Regions from separate parts of the Drosophila melanogaster genome. Here region 2 is linked to region 1. The links are chromatin contacts, called in public Hi-C maps. All regions are on one chromosome and are shown on one strand. The core of a region is the stretch at or near the end of the contact, and the rest is flanking DNA. Distances in the headings are between cores, read along the strand shown. Region 1 overlaps Rbp6 (RNA-binding protein 6). Region 2 overlaps Rbp6 (RNA-binding protein 6).

Region 1 (2,728 bases), core at 214-2,713:
TTATATTTATAAGCAAGGATTAAGCCAGAGCTTGCGTGTACTAAATTTTATTCGGAAAGTATCCTCTATGGGGATGAACCTACAATTCATAATCCTTACAAAATGTTTGCTGCTTTCCATTTGACATTCTTTCGGCCACATCGCATCGGTGTTTTGCCATAGAAATTGCTATTCAACAACGATGCCAACAAACAATGGCTTGTTGCAAATTTATAAAAACAATTTGCATATGGAAAAGGATTGCCCGGCCTGTTGTGTCTTTGATTTTCCCCACTTTCCCACTGCCACCCAGCTGCCACCCATCTGCCACCCATCTCCCCATCTACGTGCCATGGATAAGTCATTATTTGTGTGCTTGTTGTACTGGTATTGGCTTTCTGGATTCTCGTACAGCTGGCACGGTCTGGTACATATTAAATAAACATTTTATCGTATTTATAGACGAACAATTTGTGCAATGTGCAATTTGCGAAAAAGAGGCCTGCACCTATTAATATTGATTTAAATGGGTGATTTGGGGGGGGATGGCAAACTTGGAGTGGCTTCGGTAGGCGTAACTTCAATCCAATGTTCAAGTGGGTCACACAAAATTGCAGAACAAAAGCAGGAGGAGGCCGAGTGCCACAAAGTTGAGGACAGAGATTGTTGCAATTTCAGGGGTGACGATACGGGCGACGGTGCTGGCAGGGGAGTTCAAAGTGAAAAGCCACAAATTTAAAAGGCAAAACTCAAAAATAATGTGTCTCCTGTGTGCAATTTACTCACAAATTCAGATTCAATTTATGCAACTCGAGGCAGACCGGCATCCGCATGACAGACAGAGTCAGCGATAGCCGCAGAGCGGGACAGCAATAGAGCCAGAATGGTGGAGCGCTCAGGATAACAACAGAATGTGTGCAGGCAACAACAATGGCAACATACACACACACACACGCAGAAGTGCACAGAGAAAAAGGAGAGATTCAAACTGGGATTTGTTTCAAAAATTATTTTCTTTATGTCGTTAATGTAGGAATATTAATGAATATATTTCTGAAAATTACGAAACAAAAATAAAAGTGTTCTTTACTTTCGTTAACAATTTACTTTGCTATTAGACTAATGATTGATTATTGCTTAATTTAGAATATAATTTAGAGATTCCTCGATTTATTGCCGTGTGTGAACTTAGACAACGAAGGAGAAACTAGGCAACAACAAGGGCAAAAGCAGAGACATGCAGCCTCCGACAAGAAAAGAGGGTTTTGTGGCGGGGTTGCCTTGTGGGCGGTGGGTGGTGGTTGGTGTGTATTCCGCTGCCACCAAACGCCGCACCACCCCCCACCCCTCACCCGGAGAACATGCAACTTGGGTTGCTTGTTGAATTTTATAAAGCCGTTTCAGAATGCTAATGAGCGCACGCACACAAGCTGCCAGCAGCCAAGGATGATGCTGTGCGATGCTAGTCCGGAAAAAAAGGGCACAGGGGAAGGGGCCAGGTGCGACAGGTGAGCGCAAGGAAAAGGGGGCGTGGCAATCATGTAACACATACAAACACCGCAGACACGTACCAAACAGGGCCAAAAGAAGCGGGGGGCATTCGAGAGCGAAATAAAAGTGTTATTTGAATTGGCATGGCAGAGCTTGAGAAACTTTGTCGAAGATCCTTGTTGCTGCTGCTCCAGAGCTTACGCACAATTTAGCAAAACAACTTGCATGTATTTAGCCCGTAGTAGATACTCATACCTGTGCAAGAATGTGGATAGTTTACCCGAAGGATGATGGTGGTGGGGACGACGGGGAAATAAAGGAGCCATCCAGGCCAACATAGAGTGTCTGCAGTTAAGTTGGCGGTTGGCTTGTGGCTGGCGTCTTGGATTACCGTAAATAATCTAACTAAATGAGTTACCAAAACGGTCAAAGTTCACATCAAGGTGTTGTTTCGCACATGTGTGTGTGTGTGTGTGTGTGTGTGTGTGTGTGTGAGTCTCTGCATGTGTGCCTTTTGGGTTTGCGTGTGTTTGTAATAAGAGCAGATAACAATATTAGAAGTCCTAGCATATGTCCAGTGATCAGGAGCAGGGCGATGATGAGAACATTCCGCCCCCCCAGGCAATTGCCAAAACTGTAACCGAAAGCTCATTTAAAGGCAAATGACGGCTGAAGGGTTGGATTTCGGTGTGGACAGGGTAAATGGAATCCGGGATATCCAGGCCAAAGATTAGTTGAAATTGAGTAAGGTTCAACTGCACTAAATGGAAATATTTGTCAAAGGTATTATGGGTTTTTTACACACGGCACAAAACCTATATAAATGAATATTTAGAAAAATAAATTGCAAATCGATTTGCACAATTTTAAGCGCAGATGCTGCTCTTCTTGTCTTATCTATTCTATATTATTCCATTATATTTGAATAAATTATAATACCCATATTCAGATACATATCTCTAACTGGTAAGTTATAATTTTCTGTGAATTTACGTTTTAGGACACACACACTTTAACAATTGGCCGTAAATATTTTCAATGACTTGAATATTGACCAATGAGAGTCAATAAATTGGCTTTTATATTCTTATACATTTTCAATTGACCAATTTGTGTGATTTTGTGCGACGTGCAGCACTTAGTATGCACGGTAAATGGATACCGTTACACCTGCAGTATATGGAAATCCAATGACCCCACCACAAGCCAACACACTTTCTTATATCTCTTAATTGCCTCAACCTGAACTGACCTCAGT
Region 2 (2,700 bases), core at 162-2,661, 55 kb after region 1:
CAACATTGTCTATGGGCATGGGGCGCACTGCAGGTGACCTTCGGTCGCAGCGTGTCAAAACCCCCCCAACCACCCCCTCGCGAAACCACACCTCTGGCCAATTGCAAGTGCACCAAATAAATGCGACCTTGTCCCACACTGCAAATCTGAGTCTGTGCACTGAGGCTCTGATTTTGCATTGGCTGTGTCCAGCTGTGTGCAACGCGTAATTGCGAAAAAACAAAAAAATAGAAAAACACGATGGAAATGCCGAAATGGAAAACCATCGTGTGATGGAGGGGGAAAGGGGAGAGGTAAGGGCTGGGAAAGTGTCAAAGTCAACGCTGAAAGCATTTTAAAGAGTTCAACTGAACAAATTGCACAAGATTACGCATACGCAGTGATGTCCCTCGTCAATTGTTTTATTTTCCTCGGGCCTGGCATTCAGTTTCCCGCGGGTGCCAACTTTGATGACATTTGCCTTTGTCTATTCAGATCCCCAGGCTTTGGGCTTCCTCCACCCGGCTTATGCAGTTTTCGCAGCTATTTACAGATTTCCCACAAGTTCGCCCCCTCAGACAATTCATTCTTGCTGGGTGGTGGGTGGGTGGCCGGGTGTTTGGGTGGCTGAGTGGTTGCGTGGTTTAGTATGCGGCTGCTAAGCCCAGAGTCATAAACAAGTCAACGCAACATGTCCGATTAGTAGAGCAACCACCGACTGGCATTTGTCACCCGCTGCCTGAGCCTAAGATGTAACTCTAGTCTGCACTCTCAGAAATAAGTCTGTGTGCATATCCTTGAAGGATTATGCGTTTTTGAAGCAGATTGTCTAGGAATTAGTGCTTTAAATCCCGAATTTCTGGCAGTGTATCATGATTGTTAATTCTTCAAACTACAGAAAAACCAGAGCTAATTTTAACATTTAACTTCACAAATGCTTGTCATTAAACACTTATGTTATTTCTGTAGATATATGTATCTGTAAGATTAATTGATTAAGGAAACGTTGACATTCATATTTATATAATATGCACTTTTCTGCAATTCAATTCTTATTGCTATATCTTAGCTTACAAATGCTAAAATCCTCATCTACAGAACTTTTCAATCAGCCTAAGTAATATGTTCCACACTTATTCGTATTCAGATGAAAATTCATTTAACAATGTATGATTAATGCACTTCAAAGTCTAATCAATCAAAAGGCAGCCCAGTTTATTGCATTCCCCCTTTTTTGAGTGTACTGAGCTTCTATTGGCGCTTCGTTCTCTGGTCTGCTCGGCTCGGTCACATTTGCTTGCATTACGAAATAATTGTAAAGCGCACGTCACTTTTCTATAGGCCTTCGCCTGTCTATCCGCTCGCTCCCCAACAAAGCCCCCTGTCCAAGTCCATGTATCCCCCTGAAAATCCCCCTTATGGTCCCACCTCCCCGCAGCCAGCACACTTGGGCCATTCATGCGCAAGTCGTCAGCGCCCATTCACGGTCTGTCCCAGTCACACACTGGGCGAAAAAGCGTCATCAAACATCATGTCTAAAACGCATCATTGGCGCTGGCTGAGGTATTGAAAGATACATTGCGAGAAAAAAGGGATCAATAAATAATTAAAATAAATAAATAAACAAATAAAATGTGTATCTAGATATGAAGAGAATATTGAAATCATAATGTCGCTCCTGACAACTAAATTACCTATTAATAAGTAAGGTTGTTTATCAATTGAATATTTGCTGTCTTTAAAACTGGCGGTTATAGGTTATACAAATAATCCCTTTTAAAATATTTTAGGTGGTATTTCAATTATGATTAAGGTAAAGTTTTAGTTTCAAGCAAGGCTAATTAACTTTTATTGAGTATTTTTTGGCTTAATCTTATATTTATTATTTCCCATGGCTTGCAGTGTAGTTGTTCGGCTGGAGATCCGTACCCTGACATTTCCCATTTCCCATATTCCGGACCCGGACCCGGACCGGCTTGGTTTGGCTAGCTCGGTTTGGCTTTACCCTGGGCTGGGCTTTATACTTGGCGCCCGCTGGTGGCTCTGCCGCTGCCGCTGCTGCAGTTACAGTCGCAGTTGCCGTTCGCTTTGCCGCTTGTTTGCCATTCAAAATCCGTTCAGACTTTGTATGCACATCAAGTGTTGCCCTCTCGCTTCTGCATTACATTTGCATATAATGCTATCTCTGTCTGCCTTTCCTTAGCCCCCACCACCGCCCCCCCCCCTTCATGGGTTTTTTTTATCCCATCATCTTTTCTCTCTGTGCACTAGTTGACGTTTTCTATTGTGGCTTCATTGTTGAATAGAAAAATGTGCAAAATAGTAACGAAAAAAGGAAAATAGCAAAACAGCTACCCCTGCTCATCTTTTATTCTCCCCGCCACCCCTCCCTTTCGCCAAGCCCCTCTCCTTGTCACACGCACGCCTCTTGTTCGGCTTACAACTCCCCTAAAACTCCCATTCCCAACCTACACTGGGAACAAATTCACACAACAACAGAAGTCGAAAAAGGGTAAAGATTTCAAAGCAAGAAATTTTAAGACTATTTTATATATAAAATATATTATATATATTTAAAAGCGGCTGGAAATGATGGCGATGATATTCCGAACTAATTGTTTTAATAATTCCAAGTCTTAGAACTTAACATTAGGTGTGCAATTTTTCTCAGTGCATCCCCATCACCATCTCCATCATCATCATCTTCACTGCGTGGACTTG

What was found. A called contact is a pair of places that touch in the nucleus more often than the background predicts.
Region 2: a contact with region 1 is called in a Hi-C map of the S2 cell line, with 2.0 times the contacts expected there. A contact is called at or near these places in 13 of 107 Hi-C or Micro-C datasets (the Clone 8 cell line, the Kc167 cell line, the OSC cell line and 6 more).

Annotation. Positions count from the first base shown.
Region 1 is chr3L:17,169,013-17,171,740 of dm6, forward strand. All of the region lies in intron 4 of Rbp6 (RNA-binding protein 6), which reads right to left. Among named protein-coding and RNA genes, the nearest start is that of Rbp6, 68 kb to the right of the region's middle.
Region 2 is chr3L:17,223,975-17,226,674 of dm6, forward strand. The region is part of intron 2 of Rbp6 (RNA-binding protein 6); the gene reads right to left. Among named protein-coding and RNA genes, the nearest start is that of Rbp6, 13 kb to the right of the region's middle.